Linked DNA regions of Zea mays: regions 1 and 3 are each linked to region 2. The links are chromatin contacts, called in public Hi-C maps. All regions are on one chromosome and are shown on one strand. Each heading gives the region's core, a stretch centred on a gene start, on an enhancer-like site or on the middle of the called end of the contact. The rest is flanking DNA. Distances are from core to core; before and after follow the strand shown. Region 1 holds the start of LOC100281735 (UMP/CMP kinase 1). Region 2 holds the start of LOC100193386 (B3 domain-containing protein). Region 3 holds the start of LOC541700 (6-phosphogluconate dehydrogenase 2).

The links. Hi-C and Micro-C count contacts between places; a contact is called where the count stands out from the background.
Region 1: a contact with region 2 is called in a Hi-C map of leaf, with 2.9 times the contacts expected there. The contact joins the promoter of LOC100281735 here to the promoter of LOC100193386 in region 2. A contact is called at or near these places in 4 of 25 Hi-C or Micro-C datasets (ear, leaf and tassel).
Region 3: a Hi-C map of root tip shows a contact between it and region 2, with 2.9 times the contacts expected there. The contact joins the promoter of LOC541700 here to the promoter of LOC100193386 in region 2. A contact is called at or near these places in 9 of 25 Hi-C or Micro-C datasets (bundle sheath, ear, endosperm and 3 more) and 1 of 3 datasets of contacts at active chromatin or transcription factors (leaf).

What each region holds. Positions count from the first base shown.
Region 1 is chr6:66,681,734-66,685,530 of Zm-B73-REFERENCE-NAM-5.0, forward strand. It overlaps LOC100281735 (UMP/CMP kinase 1), which reads left to right and starts at 1,280. Exons shown (of 8, transcript NM_001368088.1): 1 at 1,280-1,408. The coding sequence starts at 1,406.
Region 2 is chr6:66,876,958-66,880,544 of Zm-B73-REFERENCE-NAM-5.0, forward strand. It overlaps LOC100193386 (B3 domain-containing protein), which reads right to left and starts at 2,229. Exons shown (of 3, transcript NM_001352251.1): 1 at 2,131-2,229; 2 at 1,842-2,028; 3 at 968-1,763. The coding sequence starts at 1,994. The coding sequence ends at 1,422. LOC114574132 reads right to left here. Exons shown (of 1, transcript NM_001369640.1): 1 at 2,324-3,587. The coding sequence ends at 3,176.
Region 3 is chr6:67,036,358-67,039,745 of Zm-B73-REFERENCE-NAM-5.0, forward strand. LOC541700 (6-phosphogluconate dehydrogenase 2) reads right to left here and starts at 1,565. Exons shown (of 2, transcript NM_001279373.2): 1 at 1,415-1,565; 2 at 1-756. The coding sequence starts at 745. LOC100272751 reads left to right here and starts at 1,992. Exons shown (of 9, transcript NM_001360110.1): 1 at 1,992-3,388. The coding sequence starts at 2,485.

The DNA of each region.
Region 1 (3,797 bases), core at 30-2,529, 200 kb before region 2:
GAAATAACTCTGGCCCTACGTTTAAGGCTGGTTTGCTGGCTAGGAAAACTAGAGAGAATATATGAGGATCATCTCATCTTTCTATTTAATTTTGAATAGAAAGGTGATTCCTCTTCATGGACCACCTTCAATTCTTTGGCAACCAAATCAGTCTTGAGATTTTAAGTTCGTCATATTATATTAAAGATATTGTCGTATGTGTATGTCCATTAGACGGGTAGAGATCGGCCCATGCGGGTTTGTTCGGTTAGGAGTAAATTGAAAGAGGATCAGAGGGGATTAAATCCCTTCCTATTCAAAATTAAATAGAAGGGAATTTGATACCCTCAGGCCTTGTTTGAAAACTACCGTATTCATCTTATTTAAGTAGATTGCAGTGCAATTTAAACTAATTTACACCTCAATCCACCTCAATACTTGTGGATTGTGGTAAATACGAGAGTATTCAAATAAGGCCTGAGACCTTGTTTAGATACTCTAGTATTCATCTGAATCCATATGTATTAGGGTGGATTAGGTGTAAATTAATTTAATTTATATCTAAATCCACATCAATACATATGGATTAGCGTGAATAGTAGACAAAGCCTTAATCTTCTCTAATACACTTAGGGCATATACAAGGGTTGTTTTAAGTTGTGTCTCAGAGTGTGTCTAGAGGGGTGAATGTAAAAAAACCAAAGACATGTATCTTGACGAAGACACAGTGTCTTAGCTCTATGTTCGAGAGAGGAGACTAACTGATTGGTCACTTTAATTTATTGAATGCTCTAATTGGTACAATAAATATGGTAAGACACATGTTTTAGACATGACCACTGTATTATATTGTGTTTTAGTTATGTTTTATACTTTGAGTACCGTGCAACAGTGTCTAGGATGCCTTTTACGGACAATTTCTGCGGTGGCAGCGGCCGGTGAAGATCGAGCTTCTCCCCTACCGCTGAAGTCACTCCAAAATTTAAAATGTACATAGTAGGCTTATATAGTTATGTACTGCAGTACTTTAGTACTTGTTATCTTTTAACAGCTACCCGTTATATTAGCACTGAACAAGAATCAATAGTGGATGGATCAATCTATAGGCACGTGCGTGTTGGATTGGATGGAATGGAATCGACCACATCTTTCGCGTCGCAGCCAGTTGCCCACCCCCCTGTGGAGGTGGAATTGGAATCGAAATGGGAATGGGAATCCCAGCGCCAGCCAGCTTTGCACCTCTCTTTGAGCTTCCTCCTGTCCTTTTGCTGCAACTAGTAGCACTGGCTTCATCTAGAGGGACCGTCTCCTCTCCTGCACCCAGACTCCTCTCTCTCTCTCTCTCTCTCTCCCCTCTGTGTGCGGTGTGCCCTGGCCTCCTCCGCCGCCATTGCAGCGAGCAAGATCAATCCCTCTGCTGCCATTCATGGTAACTATATATTTCTTTCTTGCTCTCACGTTCCTGCTCGAATATTCTTTCTAGCATGTACATACAGTTAATCGTTTTGTTTCCTCTTCTATTGTTCTACTGTCTGTGTCAATCGGATGCTTTTTTTTGCAACGTATTTTGAACAGAAGATGGAATTAAGTGTGTTCTACAGATCATACGAAAAATGAAAAAGGGGGAGATAAACAAACAAAACAAAACAAAACAAAAAAATCACACCATACGTACGTCAGTCTCTTTGTTTCCTTCACTTCTTTTAATTAATTAATTAATGATGATGAAAATGAAAAAAAACAATTCTTTTGTTTATTTCCTCTCGCCCGGATGGCAGATGCGATCAAGGAGTCCATCAATCAATCAGGACATGTACAGTAGTGTTTAATGTGGAGGCTCTTAGCCTCTTAAGATGTTTAAGAGGGTTATTTATAAAAAAATCTTAGAGCCGTCTCTCCGTGAAGAGACGCCTCTGGCTCGTAAACCAAGTAGCAACAGATGCCTCACTTCTCACTATACGAATTTGTCGTCTGTTCTATCGATCTGATGTTATATAAATACATTTAATTCTGTATTTATTAATAGACTATGTTTATAGACACTCTACTGTACAATAGAGTCTCTTAGTTACCTCCTGTGCTTGGAGAACCGTTTTGGTGTCTCTCCACTGTACATGCCCTCGTCATATCACTCAGCATCTCATTCACACGGGCGCTTTTTACAAGTCATGCTGGTCCATCAACAAGTTTGACTTGATGGCGGTCATACCCTTCATGCCCAGTGTTTTCAACATTTTGATATCCTAAACGAAGCTAATATCATCTTGCTACCAAAGAAGGAAGGTGCGGAAAAAATCGAAGACTTCAAGCCTATCAGCCTAATTCAATGTGACGCTAAGCTTTTTCTGAAGCTTTTTTCCCTCAGGCTCCGGTCATGGAGAACATCGTTTCCAAGTGTCCGAGCGCCTTCATCAAGGGAAGAAGTACCTATGATACCTTCTTGTATGTTCGTAGCATGGCAAGGAAATTCCACCAAAACAGATCTCCGATGCTTCTCATCAAACTTGATATCTCCAAAGCTTTCGACTAATTCAGATGAGACTACCTTTTAACTCTTCTCTCTCAACTTGGTTTCTGGATCGCTACAGTGCTGGCCACATCCTCGTCCCAGGTTCTTCTCAATGGGATCCCGGGGCAATCGTTCTACCATGGAAGGGTGACCCACTTTTGCCTCTACCTTTTGTCCTGGTATTGGAGCCGCTGCAAAGAATGCTCAGCTTAGCAACTCAGGCTGGAACTCTGTCACAAATATCTAGCAATAGATTGCGGCTTCGTGTCTCAATGTACGTAGATGATATCTACTGTCATTTTCATCAAACCCATCAAAAGCGAATTAGACGCCTTGACCTACATTCTTCATGGTTTCGGGAAGGCATCCAGGCTCCAAACCAATATTCAAAAGTCATCCTTCCTGACAATTAGATGCGATCACATGAACCTCAATGAAACCATTTGCAACTTCCCTGCGACTAGGGCGTTTTTCCCAGTCAAATACCTCGGCATCACTCTGACAGTTTCTAGATTGAGAAAGGTAGTTTTTCAGTATCTACTGGACAAGGTGCATAACAGGATGGTGGCCTGGAAAGGGCGCAACATCACCCATGCTGGAAGACTTATCCTTACTAAGGCGGTGCTTTCCTCGCAGCCGACTCATACACTTTCCGTCCTCAACGCCCAAAGTATGTGTTTAAGGACCTTGATAGGATCAGTAAAATGTTCCTTTGGGCCGGTGGAGAAAACCTAATGGGAGGGAAAATGTAAAGTGAACTGGCCAACGGTGACACGTCCTGTCAACCTCGACGGCCTTGGAATGCTTGATTCAAAAAGATTTTCTAGAGCGTTGCAGTTACGTTGGTTGTGGCTGGATGGGCAAACCCTGATGCTCCATGGGCGGGGCTCGAAACTCCTTGCACCAACACTAACCAACTTCTCTTTGCGGCGGCAACAAGAATAATAATCGTCACAATTTGACAGTCAAGGAAGCGCTAGTTGACCATGGTTGGGTGAGAAGTATCAACTTACAGTTCATCTCGGCAATCGACCACTTGAGCCAATTCATTGAGCCTTGGACAATTGTGCAATCTATGCGCCTCGTGCAAAATACGGAGGATGAGATAACTTGGGCCTTCACTCAAGCAGGCTCCTATTCAACGTCAACAGTATACAGAGCATAGTTCATAGGCCACACCGATGTAAACTTCAAGGCGCTTATACAGAGCATAGTTCATCTGCCTAGGATGCCTAGAAAGGGAGTACGCTCCATGCTCCTTCTCACAGTGTGGGAAATTTGGAAGGAACGAAACTCTTGTATTTTTCAA
Region 2 (3,587 bases), core at 979-3,478:
TGATTTTGAGCTTCCCAACCTTTCTAGAAGTGTTGAATACGTTCCTCGGGGTATTTTGAACTTATTCAAAGAGTAGAATTATTGGTAGTTCATCTATTCCATGTTTATCCCTATTTGGTTGAGTCTGAGCTGATTCTGACTAAGAAACTGAACTGTTGAATCTTATGAACCTGTGAATCAAAGACTAGGCAAACTAGTTAGTCTGAATGGTTGTGATGGTCATCAAGCACCAAAATATAAGAAATAGTTTAAGGCCATTTCTCTTTCAACTGGTGATTGATAAAGTATGTCTATATGTTAATAAATTGGTCTATGAGACTACTGAGTGTGCGTTAAATTGATAAACACTTGTGTGAATTATGAATTGTTGATGAACTGATGAGTGATGAGTTGTATTAATTTGGTGTTACATTGATGTGGTTTATTAAAATATGAGTATAATTGCTATTTTTATTATTAAATTGATTTGCAATTAACAAAAAATTGATTATTATATATATTGTTTTTTTCTGCTCTGTCTCGCAAGCTAAATGAGCCAGCCCAAGCTCGTAAAGGAATCGAGATGACTCTGTGGCGCCGAACCAGACTCGTTAACCCTAAGGCTATCTCCAGCAAGGGTCTGTATATGGTCCTGTACGTTAAATTTAGAGGACGCCAAGCTCCTCTAGCCCTCCAGCAGCACACGGTAAAGCGTCTGGTAAAAATAGCGCGCGTCGCTGGACACTCTAAACTTGGAGGTTGTTCGGGCGTCCGCTATCCGTGGCTCCTACTCCCTTCTGCGCTGGGACAGACACATGGAGAGCGCTGGTTGGATCCGTACATGGTCTCGTTAATGAAAAGTTGTGTATAAAATAAGAATGAGTAATATTATTTCTATAGAGGATATAATTTAGAGGACGCTGCTGGATAACGAGATGATATAGATGATATAATCTTTTATAGTGCACTGTAAATGACACAGAATATTCCTTTAAAGGACACAGAATATTCATTTAGATAACGCTGCTCGAGATAGCCTAAACACTAAACTCGGTCGAGCTATTCAGCTCTAGTTATTGACACGATGGATGGACACAAAGGATGATGCTCATTGAACACATCTCTTCAAGCATGCCGCGTCTACTGGAATGTGGTAGCATCAGCACACTTGGTGATAGCGTCTACTATGTACTGTCACAGCAGAAAGCTGGTAGCATCAGCACACTTGGTGATGGAGCAACCGTGTCCACAGGAAGAGGAAGGTCTGCAGCTGAAAGAAAGAAACTGGCTACAAGATCCACGAGGACCAGCGAGCTAGCTAGAGCAGGGGCAACAACAAAATACAACGACGATGCTACCTAGCTCCTGAGCGTCTCGTCTCCTCTACAGACTGCACTGCACCACTACTAGTCTACTACGTACTACTCTCCCCGCAGTTGGATCTAGTCCACAATGACGAGTGGATCGTCGGAGGTGGCGCCCCGGGAGGTGATCTCAGCCGGCAGGCCGCCGCGGAGCACCTGCACACGGAACACCACCTCCCCCTGATCCTTGCTGCCGTCTCCGTCTCCTTGGGTTGCATCAGTACTGGGCACAAGGAGCTCGAAGACGCAGGCGTCCCCGAGGCGGAGCCCGTTGTCGCGGGCGAAGTCCCTCCACGCCCCCTGGAGCCTCTTCCACTTGCCGACGCCCGCGTAGCTCACCGTCCACGACCGGTCGCGGCAGAGGAGCACCGCGGGCGCGCGCGCCTCCGGGAGGTGGCGGTGGAAGCGAACCGGGATGACCTGGAACAAACAGTACGGTGTGCTCCTACGTGCGTGCGTTCCGGATTGGGGAAAAAGAAAAGAAAAGAAAATGTGTACCAGCTGAAAGGGGTTCTGGACTTGGCTCTTGCGCATGACGCTGGTGAAGAAGGGGTTGTCGCCGGACAGCGGGGTCACCTCCCAGTCGTGTGAAGCCTCCAACGGCGGCTCCACCTTTGGCTTCATGCTGGGTGCACTGCCACGGACCTCCATCCAATCCAACAGGGATCAAAGAGCTAGCTGCTGCCTAGGTTAGGAAGATTGTGGCCAGCAGAAAGACTCGAGAGATTTATTAGATTGCCATATGCTCGCTCATATGTAGTGCAATTCAGCCAGGGCAGGAGCGTACCTGAGAGCAAGGCGAAGAAAAACGGTCTGCACCGGCATCAATGACGGAAAGCCCTCATTGGAGAGAGTTGCTCCGAGAGCCAGCCCAGCCATCATAAATGGCAGACACCTACCAGGATTGGTCAGGCTAACCAATGGCCCGGCCTGCACGTCAGGGTTTCAGTCCTTCACCTGTCATTCCGATAGCCAACACCGATGCCATGCAGCCCATGCTTGCTCACCGGCCGTACACTCTTTCTGATCTTTTTTTTTTTTGCTTACTGGCAGATCCAAAAGTTGTCTGTGGGTCTTAAAGGATCAACACCTGACATATTTGTTGACAACGCAGCATACAGAAAGCTCCTTTTCTAATAGACCACAGGTCTCTTCTCATTTTATATGCCTCCCAATATTTGCAGTATATCTCAATCATGCAACTTAAGATTGCGCCACAATTAAGCGAATTCTCTTATACTGATTCAAGTAACAGACAACGTCTTCTAGCGTACCTGTACCTGTGATTGTATTACGGGGAGTGTCTGGTTTCGCTGGAGAGGAACCAAGGCAGTCATCGTCAAGCTTGCTGAACCTTGGCAGCAATTGGCAAGTACAAGTCAGCTGAATCAGACAAGGCGTTTAGCTTATTTCCTTCAGTTTCCAGTGCTCATCTCATCGTGTACATTTAGCTTCACTGCTTCAGACAAGGCATGATGATGAAAAGCAGTGCCCTCAATAGACATAAATATCTTGTGCACTACTTTTATTTAGAAATAATAATAAAAAAATGTATCAATGACAAAGCCGAATGGACTGAAACCTGTAACTCTACAATAGGTTCACTAGCTTAAACCAAGAGCCATCAATGCAAAGGGTGGCTACACAGACTAAAAAAGAACATGGTATACATTCCTCATTAAATCAACATATCGAATGCCCCCGATCAAATTCAAAACATGGTCGGTGAAAAAGATAGAATAGTTAGCTTTACCTGTTAGTCTAATTGTATACTTGTATAGCAGCTGTATATCATCTCGGAAATGGATATTCAGACTGCCTTCAACATTTCACTACCAGTAGTCTCCACATGAACATTTACCATCCTTAAAATGGTGAAAGCGTTGAATGTCTCTCATGATTATTTCCCGTCCTGTCAGTAGAGATATTAACTTGGTTGCATTATGACAGTCGTTACAAACTCGAAGGTTCTTCTTTATCTGAATTGTCGTGCCAGGGGCTGTTCGAATGAGCCCATATGCAATAGCAAGCTTCTCACTGTGGGTGTTAAGCAGCTGTGCCTTGACATCATCCTCCACATCATGTATTGAATCAGTGTCTGGCACATAGCCCATATCTTTGATCTCTTCGATGAGCTTAGCCAGTCTTGCGTATATGTCCTTCGCGTGCTGGTGATTTGTGCTTCCAGAGTAGAAGGTATGGACCTCATTTTTGAGCTGGATAATACTCCATCCAGGAGTCTTC
Region 3 (3,388 bases), core at 315-2,814, 160 kb after region 2:
CATGCTCGTCCTTGATGCCAAAGATGTCGGCCGTGATCTCGATCAAGAAGCTCAGGAGCTCGCCCTTGTTCCACTCGGAGAACACCTGGTGCAGCTCACTGTTGGTGAGCTTACCGACCGACTTGAGAACGTCGTATGCCTCGGAAATCAGCTGCATATCGCCATACTCGATTCCGTTGTGAACCATCTTGACAAAGTTGCCCGATCCACCTTTGCCAATGTACGTGACACACGGGCCACTGTCAGGGACCTGAGCAGCCACCTTGAGGACAATGTCTTCGACGTACTTGTAAGCCTCGAACGAGCCTCCGGGCATCAAGGACGGGCCGTTGCGGGCACCCTCCTCTCCTCCAGAGACACCCATGCCAAGATACAGGAGGCCGCGCTCCTCCATGGCCTTCTCCCTCCTCTCCGTGTTCTCGTACCACTCGTTCCCCCCATCGATGATGCAGTCGCCCTGCTCCAAGTGAGCTGCGAGCGTCGCGATGGTCTGGTCAACTGGCGCGCCGGCCTTGACGAGCATGATCACCACCCGTGGCTTCTGAATGGACTTCACAAAGGACGCGGGGTCATGGAAGCCGTAGACGGGAAGGTTTCCTTCTGCCTTGGCACGCTGCACGGTCTCGTCCACCTTGGAGGTTGTCCTGTTGTACACAGAGATGGGGAACCCTTTCTCTGCAATGTTGAGGGCAAGGTTCTGCCCCATGACCGCAAGGCCAGCAAGACCGATTCTTGTGAGCGCCATCTCCTCCTACACTGAGAAAAAAAAATCTATTTCATACATAAGCCGAGCAGGACCCTGGAAACAAAATCTATTTTCATGTACCAAGGTTAAGCGGCCGATGAGGTGAATACATAAGCCGAGGATCAAAGATCATACGCTGCCCTGCGAGTCACAGGGCCGGCTACATATAGGTGTATAGGATGAAACCAACTGAATTTCTTTGAGACGAAGTAACTGAATACACAGCACCGCTAGAGGCGAAAAGAGCAAGAAGGCAAGGTAATGCGTCTCTCTGTCCCCTGGCCGAGTAAACAGTTTTCTAAGCTAAACAGTTTTCTAACTAAACAGTTTTCTAAGCTAAAGCCATTTTGTAGATCGTTTGGCAGAGAAAAGAGGTGTTTGACAGGACTCTAACTTATTTTCAAAGAAAATCCAGAGCGGAAGCCCTCTAAGTTCATCGACTTGCTTCCATGGATCTGGACCGGCAGGCAGCAGAGTAAAATCGGCGATCGGAGCTAGCAGCGCAATCATCTGGATCTCTACACGAATTCAACCCCCAGTCCCCATGCTTCGGGAACAAGAGGACCCAAAGGAGACAAAAAAAGAAAACCTCAACGCGGTGGAACTGAAATCCGGGGAGGACGGAGCTGGAATCGGACAGGGTGCGGAGATCGGGATCCGAAGCCTCACCTATGGAGCTGGCGCGCTGCCGAGTGCCGATTCAGATGCGGAGTTGAATTGGCGATGCCACCACCGTCCGGCCACCTACCTCTCTTTCACTGACCATCGGCCTTCCCTCCCCCACCACTTAAATCGCCAATCGGGCAGGGAAGGTGCCTTTCGCACCTTGCGCAGCAGCCGCTTGGCGGCTTTCGGGGTAGTTGTTGACGAGCGGGGGCAGGCAGCCACCGACGGGTGGGCCCCTTCGTGGTCGCCTGCTCACACCGGTCCCGTCGGCCGCCGCAGCCCGCAGCCCGCAGCCCGCAGCCCGTGAACCATGGCTCGGTTGGTGCTTCTGACGCGGCGGGCCCAACACCCACCCGGTTCCCACTCACGCCAGGGGCCCGGTGGGCCGTGGTGGCAGGGTACGATGGTTGGTGGTGCTCTGACGCAAGCAACTCATCATTCACGCGCGGCCTGCCGTTGCTCGACCGGTCCCACCTCCACCGCCAGCGGCCAGTGCAGTCGTGGTCTTCCTCCTCCTGCGTGTCCTCGTCCTTCTTCATCCGTTTTCCCACTCTGCGTCCGTCCGTCCACGTCCATCCATCCCCATTCCATTCCCCGGTCAAACAAACTGCCCAGAGGAAAGTTGTAGCGCCTTTCCTTTCCTGCAAGTCCAGCGTCGGTTTGATAAGATAATGCGGGCGGGGCGGAGAACGGCAGTTCCCACGCTGCCCAGTGCAAAGATGTGTTGTTCGTTGCTGACTGACTGACCCGAGCCGCCGAGCGGGAGTCGTTGGGGGGCCCCGCCCGGGCCTGCACCAGCACCGCCGGTTGCGGTTGCTGGTTGGCTGGCCACGACCGCCGCTAGTGCCAGTGGAGGGGTTGCATTTCTTCTCTCTGACCCAGCCTGCCTCTCGTTGGACCGGTCGTCGTCGAGGCCACTCCGTTCACTCCACTCCACCCAGGGGTGGGTCGGGAATTGAATTCCCCGCCGTCTCTACGCCTGCTGCCGCGGGTGGAAAATATCTATCTGCACCGGGACGGACTAGTCGCCCGCGCGCAAGGTGCTCGACGGATTGCTGCTACACCGGGCAGGCATGGCGGCGGGCCGGGGCGACTGGGAGGACATGGTGCGCCGGATGTTCCCGCCGGGGACCACCATCCCGGAGCCGCTGCCCGACATGGACTACTCCTTCGCGCTGACGTACAACGGGCCGGACGTGTCGTACGAGCTCCCGCGGATCCAGCCCGTCTGCGTCCCCGCCATACCCACCGCCGAGCCGGCCTCGGGGCCCCTGGGGCTCGGCAGCGGCGTCGTGCCCGTCGCGCCCGTCGTCGGCCCTGCTGCGGCCCGTGCCCGTGCCAACCCGCCGGCAGCGTCCCGGGCTGGTGCTGCTGATCGCCGTGCCGCGAGGATGACGCCGTCGGATTCCTCCGATGACGAGGAGGACGACGCCGGCAGCTCCGGCTCCCGCTCCACGAAGGCCTCGAGGCCTGCAGTGCCGGAGGGGAGGCGACCTCAGGTGGTCACGTTCGGGGTGCCGGAGGAGGACAGCGGCGGCAGGTACGAGAGCAGCGAGATGGACGGCGGACACGACGCGGCGTCCGCCGAGCAGCACGTCGCGGTGACGAGGCCGGCCGAGAGGAAAGGGCGGACCTGCTGCCGCCGCTGCGGGAAGAGCAAGTGGGAGAGCAAGGAGTCGTGCATCGTCTGCGACGCGCGCTACTGCGGCCACTGCCTGCTCCGCGCCATGGGCTCCATGCCCGAGGGCCGCAAGTGTGTCACCTGCATTGGCCAGCCCATCGACGAGGCCAAGCGCTCCAGGCTCGGGAAGGGCTCTAGGATACTGTCTCGCCTGCTCGGCCCCCTGGAGGTCAGGCAGATCCTCAAGGTCGAGAAGGAGTGCCAGGCGAACCAGCTCCGGCCTGAGCAGCTCCTGGTCAATGGTTTCCCTCTTGACGACGAGGAGATGACCGATTTGCTTAGCTGCCAACGACCTC